Regions from separate parts of the Zea mays genome. Here all the other regions are linked to region 1. A link is a contact called in public Hi-C data. All regions are on one chromosome and are shown on one strand. The core of a region is the stretch at or near the end of the contact, and the rest is flanking DNA. Distances in the headings are between cores, read along the strand shown.

What was found. A called contact is a pair of places that touch in the nucleus more often than the background predicts.
Region 2: a contact with region 1 is called in a Hi-C map of ear, with 4 times the contacts expected there. The contact joins the promoter of LOC100273239 here to the promoter of LOC100383696 in region 1. A contact is called at or near these places in 5 of 25 Hi-C or Micro-C datasets (ear, leaf, leaf mesophyll and 1 more).
Region 3: a contact with region 1 is called in a Hi-C map of ear, with 5 times the contacts expected there. The contact joins the promoter of LOC100280358 here to the promoter of LOC100383696 in region 1. A contact is called at or near these places in 2 of 25 Hi-C or Micro-C datasets (ear and tassel).

The regions. Positions count from the first base shown.
Region 1 is chr7:2,017,749-2,021,561 of Zm-B73-REFERENCE-NAM-5.0, reverse strand. LOC100383696 reads left to right here and starts at 1,958. Exons shown (of 4, transcript NM_001176333.1): 1 at 1,958-2,117; 2 at 2,595-2,668; 3 at 3,381-3,450; 4 at 3,529-3,813. The coding sequence starts at 3,560. LOC103631880 (sister chromatid cohesion protein SCC2) reads left to right here. Exons shown (of 27, transcript XM_020541428.3): 27 at 1-499. The coding sequence ends at 130.
Region 2 is chr7:1,399,940-1,403,752 of Zm-B73-REFERENCE-NAM-5.0, reverse strand. It overlaps LOC100273239, which reads right to left and starts at 1,911. Exons shown (of 3, transcript NM_001147681.1): 1 at 1,760-1,911; 2 at 1-1,449. The coding sequence starts at 1,792.
Region 3 is chr7:1,469,191-1,473,003 of Zm-B73-REFERENCE-NAM-5.0, reverse strand. It overlaps LOC100280358, which reads left to right and starts at 1,979. Exons shown (of 10, transcript NM_001153284.1): 1 at 1,979-2,454.

The DNA.
Region 1 (3,813 bases), core at 709-3,208:
TACAAAAGCCCGTGGTGGCGCACGTGGCGATGACTCCGACGACTCCGATGATGACGACTGGACCGGGGGCCCAAGAGTGCTTGACTTCAGTGGGGGTGGCCGTGTGACAAGGCAGAGGGTCCAAGTATGATGACTGGTCTTGGTGCTTTTGTACATTCTAGGGAAACCTATAGCGGGTAGCAGCTGACACGAGGAGAGTTAGGGTTGAGTTTTAGGTTTAAAGTCGTTTAGGGTACATAGAAGCAGAAAAGGAAAGGAAGATAGCCTTTTTACTTAGATGCCATTGATTTGGAGCACTCCTTTTCTTGCTCTGCCCCTGTCCTGTTTGTAATTCCGGTCGGGCTTTGGCAAAACTGACAAACAGGGTTGTGCTCCGGCTTCTGATCTGATTCAATGGGAATGAAATTATTCCTTTTGCTTTGCCTGTATAATAACAGTTAAGCCTATGTTTCGTGTAATTGTCTGCCTTGCTAATGTTATATATCTGTACGTGTGCTGAGCCTTTTTTGTTGAAGTTCATAGAAATTGCCATACTTGTTCGATGATACAGCTACTAACTGCGTGTTTGTTTGGGATTATAATATGTCCAGATTATATAATCCAACAAATTATGAACTAAGTTACTTCATAATTTGTTGGATTATATAATCTAAATAGATTATAATCCAAAACAAACCATATTCCGTGTGCTCCAACCGTTCGTTCGCTCATCATCCCAAGCATGAGAATGATGTGAATTCTGTAGTTCTGGGAAGGAAGGAGTTTGCTATCCCCTGGTAAAATAAAAGAGTAAGCTGTGATCAGGCAAGATTTTGCTGCTGGCATGACTTGTTATCTATATTATATATACTACTATTAAGAACGTAAGTAGGATGTCCACACCACATGTCCCCCGCCTCGGCGCGCACGCCCCCTGTCCGCGATGCTCTCTGACGGCACATCCCAAACAGGTACCGCGTTGATTTTGTCTACATGTATTATTTGATTACTGAAATTTTAGTGTAGTTGTGCTGTATTATAGATAGATGTTTTGTGAATCTCAGCCTATAGTTTGACAAGGCATAGTTTGTGAAATTACTTGCTGCCTTTATCTCCGTTGGTCAGTAGATGTTGGATATAACAGGGCCTGCTTGTTTTTAGACTAATGGAAGATATCACCCATTTTTATATCAGCAAAGCCTATATAGTTCTTTTTATCCAGCAAGCAAAGAGGATATGAATTACCACACACTCTTTTTTTCCTCGAATACGCAGCGTGTCTTTGTACCTTTTGGAACCACAACCATCAAATCTGCAACGCCCAAACCCATAAATTCTAGGTTGAGAATTCCAAATCTACCAAAGATCAAGTGGTCCTCTCGACCTTATCCCATGCTACTAGACAGCACCCTCCATTGACGTTGTTGCGGCCCTTCGAGGTGAACATCTGGTTTGTAGCAATGAACACCTTGGTCCTGGTGATTAAGTTATGTATGGATCATCTAAGCATAGAGATGTATTATTGGCTTGATAATGTCTGGTTACACGGAGCAGAAAAGTACAATCGGAGCAGGAAGCCTGTGCCGTGCCGGTGACATGATAATGTCATCTTACTCTTGATTTTACAATTGCAGCTTCACATTTAAGCTTTGAAAGTTAAACCTAATTCAGTATTTCTTAAGTGCATTGTTTTTTTACTTTACTAGTTCTAAGTTAATAACGTCATATATATATATATATTTGCTAATGTACTATATATTGCTTTCATTTTTGATGACATCATGTCACCGGCACAGGCTTCCTCCTTTTACAACCGAAAGTACAATCGGAGCATAGAGACTTTGCTTTCATTTCGGTTGGGCTGCTAATCCTCGTCCGGGGGCCCATGTTTGGTTGTATGGCAAGCAGTTGGTAGTAGATCGCGTGGTGCGTTGCCAACTGCGCCTCGCCTCGCCTCGGCCCACCGGACCTCGTAGCCGCCCTCTGTCGTGTTTGTTCCTTGCTAGTTCTCGTCGGCGCCGTCTCTCCCACGCCGCCCTCTGTCACCAGCCCACCACCTCCTGCGCCGGCGCTCCTCCGAGACGCAGTTCGCCTCCGGAATTCGATCACTTCGCCGCCGCTCTCGCCTCCGCCCCCAGGTAGGAAGTCGTCGCCTTCTTAGGCAAACAACGCCCACGAAGGCCCATGGTCAAGGGGTCGTTGTGAATGTTGTCTTCCGTCCTCTCTCACTGTTTGGGGTTTGGACTCTTCGGTTATTAAACTGCTTCAAAATTAACATAAATGCTTCCTGGGTGACACAATTCATATTGTTGGTATTGTTATTCTTGTCCATTTTCTACACCACCATACCTTGAACTTACTGCATTGTCTTCATGTTATTAATGTAGCACGGGCCAGCTTTGGCAATCAAGGACTAGGTTCAATAGAGCAAGCCTCTTCGTAACTCATCCTCTGAGAATGAGACATGGATAACTTTAGAAAGATATTTTTGGTGTTAGTAGTAGGGATGTAACGTATAAATGAATAATCTGTTTTAGTTGACTACCGAATTCTACCGGAGAATACGGTTTGAAGTTCCCCTCTTAATCACTATTTTCTTCTTCATTGAAGGGCAGGCCGCGAAGTGGCGAGAAGCCTTCCCACTGAGCAAAGGTCCTAGGTTCGATGCAGCCTCTCGGCAAAATGCAGGGTAAGGCTTGCATCGATTATTCCTCCTCAGACCCCACTCATGTGGAAACCGTCAGCACTGGGCCCGTCTTTTTGTCATTAGTTTCTTCATTTTTACTTTGAAATATAAATATGAATGCGCCCAGATCTTTTTTTGGTTCATGATCATCTTTCTCATGAATAATATACATATTAACAATTTTAAAATTCATAGAATATGCATGTTTTTTCATGAAATGAGGAGCAGTATAAGACTATTTGGGTTAATGCTTACTTAACACTCCCTCCCCCTCGCCACATTGCCCTAGATTATATGGTTATGCATTTCATCTTGTCTAAAGCATGCCTTATTTTGTCCCCATGTATTTCCAAAATTCCTTTCCCCTCCTGGTACGTGTATTGCCTTTTCCTTTTTACAAAAAGGAAGTTAATGTGCTTAAGTGCATTGTTTGTCTAGTTAGTTTCCAGTATTTTAGGCGGCTAGGTAAGTGAGAAGTCTATATTCTTAATTATAAAGAGACCATGCATTTGAGGGCTTTTGTGTAACACAATAAGAAATGTAAGGAACTTTGAACTAGTCATGCATTTTAGTCTTCTAATTTAATCATTGTGTTACAGGGAAAGTATAAGGTGTACAATCTTTGCTCCGAAAGGATTGCAGCTAAATTTAATCATTTGAGGGAAAAGAAAATTATCCTGATATTTACTTTCATTTCTTCCCCTGTCCTTTTCAGCTGGCTAAATACAACAATGATGGAGAACAGGATGACTTTGAATCCAACTGATCTTGATGATTTTGACAAGGTGAAGGCTTCTTTCATTTGGATTTAACCCGTATCGGCTTCTACTACTTCTACAGTGTTTTGTCTTTATGGATTGCAGCTGCAGCAGTTCGAACAACTGATTTGTTTACATGTTCTTTTGGGGACTTGAGACTAAATTACATTATAATTTTGTCCAGAGAAAATTGCCATCACCTAGGTTCCAGGTTGAGGTTGTCCTGGTAGATTACGATGGCTCGCAACCACCAAAACCAGCCGCTGGAGCAGTTGATAATAAATCTGATGCCGATTCCTCGGCTAGCACGGCTGTGAAAGAAAATAGTGTTGCGCCTGCAGAATCCAACAAGGGGACTGGAAGCAATGATAAAGATGAAGTATTCTCGGA
Region 2 (3,813 bases), core at 662-3,161, 620 kb after region 1:
CTGGCTCTTGTCTTCGGTAGGTGACAATACGGAACCGTCAGAGGCCGAAGCTTCACTTGTTTTTCTGTTCTCTCCATTGGTTCCTTCAGCCTTGTTAGTGTCATTCAGAGGGAGTCCAACTTTGCCGCCGCTTTCAACAGGGGAAGAATCCTCACTGGGGCTAAGGGGTGTAGTATGTGTGCTACCATCAAGCCTTTCCCTAGCGGGTATGCTCACAACTGATCTAACCCTTGGAGCTCCATCGACATGATTCAGCCCTGCACTGCTTCCTAACATTTGGTTTACACTAGCAGAACTACCTGGAGGGGGCGCCAGCCTTTGCATTACACTGCGGCCATTCCTGGCATCCCGTGGTGACAAAAACTGAGAAGCCAAACGAGTTGATTCTTCTGCTCTTCCCTTCAGTTGAGTCGGGCCACCAGTCTCAGCAGGCTCAAGTAATCCGGGTGATCCACCACAACTCATGCCAGCACCGTTGTCCTGCTTCCAAGAACGATTCGCACCATTCCCAAAATTCTGTGATCTAGGTGATCCAGCAGAATACCTCGCTCCAAGACTGGTTTCCTGACTCTGAGAATGTGTGGCATCAGCAACCTCCATGCCAGCATTGTGTACGCTATCGTCTATTGATGCTTCCTTCCCTGCAGCTCCACTGTCTGTTTTGCCTCCCATGGTCGCTGCTGCCCTGAACTTTCTGAAGTTTTCAAGAGCTTTCTGCCTAAGAATCAGCTCCAGATCCTGGGCATCTGAATTTCCACCACTTGCAGGTACTTTCTCTTCTGTTGTATTGGCATTCTTGGAAGGTGAGCTCTCCGATTCCAAATTCTTCTTGTGCCTGTCAATATCATTGTCCACCACCTTGGCAATGGCGAGCCTGTCTTCATCCCCATCAACGTGCTCGTCCACGTTCATGACAGACCGACAAGAACGGCGATCAGTGTAGCCCTTTTCCATCTTATCCCTTGTAGTTGTAGCGCGATCCTTAGTGCCACCAACAGTCATCCGCTTCCTGCTCTTGCTCCTGCTACTGCCACTGCTTGCTGAGATGCTAGATGAACTTGCCGATCTCCGCAACTTTCTCCCCTTACGATCCCTCTCCCTGCCCCTCCCTCTGCCCTTTTTCCTCCTTACATCTCTGGACCTGCTCCTGGGTGGCGGGCTCACCGACCTCTCAGAGGCGCTGCTGCTGCTACATGAGGAGCTGCTGCGTCGGGCTACTGAGGAAGGGCTGCTACTAAGGCTACGGCTATGGCTAAGACTATGGTGCCGACGTCTAAGGCTGCCGCCGCGGCTGCCCTTGCTCCTCTTGCTCTTCTTGTCAGGAATCCTCTTGCTGTTCTTCTTGGAGCGCTTGCGGGGCGGAGATTCGGACCTAGAGGAGGAGCGGCTGTGACGGCGTCGGCGGTGCTTACTGCGTGAGGACCGGATCTTCTTGGGTTCGGCGTCATCCTAGTAGCAAACAAAAAAAAAATCTAATGAGGCAAATACACGCGGTTGGAGAATCGGCGCCTCAATCTGACAGTTAATTTCGTTTTTGGCGTGGCTTCCGGATTCCGAGTTTCTCTAATTGTTACCAACGAGGTGGAAAACACATGGCCCTAAACGATGTGGAGAATAATTGTGAATCTGGAGTACGAGTACACAAAGCGGCAATTTTGTTCTCAAGAACCGGAGGTAGGTACCCTAGCTATGTTTTCATGAACCGACCGGAGTGTAAAATAAAAAGGAGAAAGATGAATATGCGGGCCGCGATGGTTACCTCGGCGGCGGCGGCGGATGCCTTGGCCTTCATGAGGCGGGCGCCGGTCCGGCGGTAGGGCACCTGGAGCCTGGAGGGGAGAGGGGTAGAAGCAAGGAGAGAGAGAGGGCGAGGGAGAGGCGAAGTGAACCTGGAGTGGAGACGGATCGGTCGACGGCCGATGGAAGGAGAGTTCGGGCCGGGCTTCTCTTTTGTTGGCTGGGGCTGGGAGCTGGGGCCAGGCCACGGCCACGGGCTCTTCTCCTTTTCCTGGTGGATAATGTCATCAGGCTACGTGGGGACACCTCTCTTTTGGATTTGGACAGACAAACAAGAGGTTCTCATAGAATTATGTCCTCTCTCTCCACTCTCTGTTGGCTGTTGCTATACTGATGCTCCTATGTTTTAGCTTCATTAACAACGACAACCAAATTGCTCCTAAGTTTTGGTACTCCTATGTTTTCGAGCAAGTTCCCAACCTTTTTCTTTCGGAAACGAATTCCAAGCTTTTTCTTTCTGTCTTTTGATGAAACGAATCGTCAGCTTTCTATATTCCCTGCGTGTGATATTGCTATGTATTCCCTTTGCCATACCACACTTTTGTCTCCTTTTGTAACTGACAGAAGCGTAGATCTCTCATAGAAGTTACAATTACTCTAGACTATCTAGTGATGTTGATAAATATGTGAAGTGAAGACCATAGACCTTAGTTTTAGACCTCCTGCACACTCAAGCCTGTTAGCCAAAAAGTTCAACATCAGTTCCAGATCCAGTGGCATGACAATAGTATCTGGATTCCTAGCTAATCGGGAACAACGACAAATCAGGAAAACGATCAGTGTACGAAATTATCACACAACTGGAAAAATTCATGGCGAAAACATCACTACCCTGAGATGATGAAATTCAGCATTGTATTCACAGGATAAACCATCTGAGGCACAGCAGCTCATAAAACAGGGATTGATATGGGGAATTTTGTTTATATATTTCTACACAGCACTGAGTTACTGAGAAGGAAAACAAGACCCAAGTTATTTTCTGGTAAGCTAATATAATCCTAGCACGGCACCATGCCTAGCCTGCACCTGCATTGTCTGAATTTGCTCAGATTGCCTTTTTCTCTACTCTGTTCTTCTCTCATGTCAATACCTCCTAGGCTAGCATTTGTCTGATTAAGAAAAAAAAGGAAGAAACTGGCAATCAGCATGGTGTCATGGCGCTGCTCACACACTGTTGTCAAGACAGCTCACAACTTGCTCAATCGACGGGCGCTGCCGAGGATCAGCGCTGATGCACTTGCACGCCGTCTCGAGGACAGACAGCAGCTGCTTCTCATGCGCCTTGCTCCATATCAGGCTGTCGAAAATCTGCTCTTCCTTCCTCTCAGACTTCATCTGAAGAACCCAGGAGATCAAGTCCCTGGACCCTTTGGACCTGGACACATCCACGGGGCGCCTACCCGTGAGCAGTTCGAGCAAGACTACGCCAAAGCTGAAGACGTCCCCTTTGGGAGTGGCGATCACAGCTTGGCTGTACTCTGGTGGAATGTAGCCCAAGGTGCCAACTAGATCCGTGGTCACATGAGTGTCATACGGCTGTATTAGCCTTGCAAGCCCGAAATCAGCCAGACACGCCTCGAAGTTTTCGTTCAGAAGAATGTTGCTGGACTTCACGTCCCGATGGATGATGTTGGGCTCGCAGACCTTGTGCAAGTAAGCTAGCCCCCTGGCTGAGCCCTGGGCGATCCTGAGCCTCGACTCCCATGTCAGCACATAGCCACCATCTGACCTCTCGTGCAGCCAGTAGTCCAGGCTGCCGTTCTCCATGTAAGAGTAGATCAGCAGCCTGTCGTCTCCGTAGCGGCAATAGCCCTTGAGGGTCACAAGGTTTTTGTGTTGAGCCTGTGACAGTGCTTCCACCTCGGCACGGAACTCCCTCTCCATCTGCCCGCAGTCACCGGAGAGTCTCTTCACTGCCGCCTTCGTTCCATCGGGGAGGTAGGCCTTGTACACCAGACCGAATCCACCGCACCCTATTATGTTGGCTTGATCAAAGTTATTTGTCGATCTGAC
Region 3 (3,813 bases), core at 730-3,229, 550 kb after region 1:
CTCAGGCTTTGCTGAATATAGCCCTTTGCCAGCCTTGCGTTCTGTTCCTCCATGAGCTGCTGTTGCAGCTTCTCCACAGTGCGGCTTAGCTTTTCCTCTACCTATGTATGAATATGCCCGAGTCAATGTAGTTTTAGATAAGTCAACTTGTAAGAACAAAACGCTCCCAACATCCACTTGTCATGATTAAACGAACATAGAGCCAATGACAATTGACATGCTAAACAGTACTGATTTGTAATTCTCACGTGCTCTGCACACTGGACCAGCAATTCTAATGAAAAAACTTAATATAATAATTTCTGTAGACTATTATTAAAAAAGAGCTTATATATTCAATAGTTTCCAGTCTTTCAGCAAAACAAGTTTCATGATAGTTCAAAAAAATAATGGCGCGTTAAAGAATGTCTGACAACCAACTCTTGCCAAAACATTTTTTGTTGCCCTAGAAATTTACACATGTTGCAATATCTTAGATGTCGCGGATCAATCACGACTAAAAAGGTTTGTTGCTTTGCACACGTTCATTCTAGGTACTAAATCTCGATCACGCTATAGCAGTTGCATATAGCTCTTTGCTGAATATAGCTCTTTGCTGGATATAGCTCTGGGCAGAGCCAAAAGTACTTAGCTAGTGAACAGCTTCCTCTATAGGCAGCTGCATAATCATATCTTTCTTGCCTCAGTAAACTGCCTAAAGCTATTGGTTTGCGATCAAGACCCTGTTTGTTTAGCCTCGAGGTTGTATACATGTGCTTAATATCTTTCTTTGGTATAACATTAACTTCAAAGACCCAGCGCATAATATTATGGAACTTTATACTCACATTCTTATATTTGTTTCCAGCCTTGACAAATCTGCAGTCTGAACACGTCACAAATGATGTCTTGCCTTTTATGGATGTACATCTTGGTCACCTCTATTTATCGCTTTTGTGGATGGATTGTTCAGCTGGCTTTAGTAGATGAAATGGCTCTGCACTTGTAGTTGCGTAATGTTTGTGCCTAGCTGTCTGGATTATGTCGGCCAAGAGTTGGCTCTAGGTACCTTGTAAATACCTCTGGTTTGGGTGCCTGTTCCCCACTATATCGACTAGACGTAAACTTGGATCATATAATTTTATTTTGGACCAGTTTCCAGCTGAAACAAGCCTCAACGTCATGCTATGGTGCACGTTTAAGTGCGGTGCTACAACTTTAATGTGAATTATTTTCGAGCTATCTATGTTCTATGTTATGTTGAATATCTGTTTTCTTTCTCTCTGAACTAAACAAATTTGATTTGAGATTTAGTACCTCCTCTATTTAATTTGATTATAGCGTGTACAATTATGTATTTATATTTTTCAGTGTGGGGGGGGGGGGGCGCCGCTTGTTCTAGTTTGATTGACATCCACAAAAATACGAGTGGCAGTGTGCGTAGACTAGATGACGTGCAGGTGTATCTTTTTGCTTGCTGCCTTGCCTTGGTGCAGCACCCATGTGTCACCCGTGATTTGATGAGTCGGCACGCTTTGCCTTGCTGCAGCATCCATGTCTTATACTCTCTCCGTTTCTTTTTATTAGTCACTGGATAGTGCAAGCGACTAATAAAAAGAAACGGAGGGAGTATTAAAAATTGTTTCCATGTTTAAATATGATGGCTTGGTGTGACGGCTCGTAGGTGTGTCAGCTTGTGCTAGCCTCAATCAAGCCGTGCTAGCCGTCGGTTTGACCAAGGGTTTAAATGTGAATTTTTTTTCTAAAAAGAGGCTAAATTGTAAAAAGTTCGGTCCGGCAAAGAAGACAGCCTTAGTGCTAGTTTAGGAATTAGGAGCCACAAATTTGAAAGAGATTGAAGAGACTGGAATCTTCTTCTTATTTAATTTTGGATAAAAAGATGATTTTAGATCCTACAATTCCTAAACTACTGGGATTTGGAACACGGAGGAATATGTATAAAATGCACCAAACTAGAAAAACAATTGCGTGGAGAAAAGGAAGGGCCATGAAAAGCACGGCTCAGGAAAAACAACGGCGGACAGCCCGCCTCCACCGCCGTGGCGCCGTTCACCCCGCCCCGCGTTCTCTCTCCCTCGGCGACGGCTCGACGACCGCCGCGCCGCCCTACGCTCCAGCCTCCATGTGCTTCGCGGGGCCCTTCGCCGTCGACTAACACACCACCACCACCATGTACGACCGCCCCATCTCTTCCCTTCCTGCTCTACGAAGCCTAGCACCAAACCCTAACTGTTTGTTTTATTCGGATTTGTTCCAAACTACAAATGTGGTGTATGTAGTATTGTGTCCACTAACTTTGCTCTCTTTTTTTTTCCCTTTTTCTTTTTGCAAAAAAACATCGGGTGTACATGTGTTCACCCGTGCCGTTTACTGGGTCGGCAGTCGGCCGGCACCTGGCCCAAGGGTTGAGCATGGAGATCACGAACGAGATGCTTAAGAGACTGCCGAGACTACGTGAGTAGCCTGTTTTCTTCTCCAGTCCAATTCATATGCTTGACCATGGACAAAATAGCCTTGTTGCTGCCCAATAAGTGGCGAAATCGCCATCGGGTCAAGGAACGTTAAATTTTCAGCAATGATAAATTTCTGTCATTTGCTAAAAAAAAGGCATTTCAACACGTCACATTCTTAACGGACGCATATATAGTTAAATCCTATGGGGGTAGAACATAGTACAGCTTGAACATTGAACAGCCAGAACATGCTAAATGCTGCTTCGGTTCCCCTGCTCCCAAATAATTATCAAACTCAGTCACTCTCTCTTTCCAGTTCCTCCCGAATTTCTCCTTCGAAGCCTATCATTATTGCCATGAACCGAGACACGTGTCATCCCTGTCATACTTTGGTGATGCCAAACTTGAAGAAAATAATGGTGTTTGGACAGCAATGAGCCAATGATGCCAAAGCTTGCTGCGTTTGTGATTTCGACATGTAGGACTCAATTATCATCCAATGTTTCTTTACTAGTATATAGTAAGTGGGACATTTTCTTTTTTAGATTTCATAGCAGGGAAGTCAGTAGTGACAATGGTCCCCAAACTGGTGCACGGTTTATGTGTGATCCTTTGAAGCCAGATGATCCACGAGTTCAACATTTAATGCTGCTGATTTGGTAGCACCACTGCACCAGTACTCTGTCCATTTGCGCAGCCAATATTTTTGGCAGGCAAATGGCTTCCATGCGCAAATGAACTGGTGGACAGCTTACTGATAGCATTGTACACACCAATTTTGGTAGCTATCAAAATGCTAGCAAAATTTCTTTGGTGTTGCCAAACTTGTGAAGGCTTGCGGGGATCCAAACCAAATAGCCCTCGAGAACCCTATGCTGCTGTAGCCAAGCAGATGCCCGCTAGTCCCTCGCTTTCTCTCTTCCACCCGCTCCTCACGCCGCCACAGCGCCACTGCTCCTTCGGCCTAGTTGAGGAGAGATACATCCATCCTGGCCTGGATTGGCTGGTGCTGGTCCTTCTGCTGGTGAGCACTCCTTCCTTTGCTTGGATGGATTTTGTTCTTCTTAGAGTTGGATTCCCACTCATTTTGTTGCGGATTCGCTTACATCTACAAATCTGAATCCATCCATCCCGATCCCGACCTTGATTTCTTCGTTTTTTTATTGGTGATAATTCCTTTCTTTGATTGGACGTATCCAGTTCTTCTCATGGTTGGATTCTCAGTCTGCTTTATCATGAATTTCTGTGCCGCTACTGATCCGAATCCATCCATCTATGGTTTCATTAGGTTCTTCAGTTGCCAAGGCCATATCCCTGGTACCTGATTGACTAGTCGCTGCTTATTGTCATAAAGCTTTTT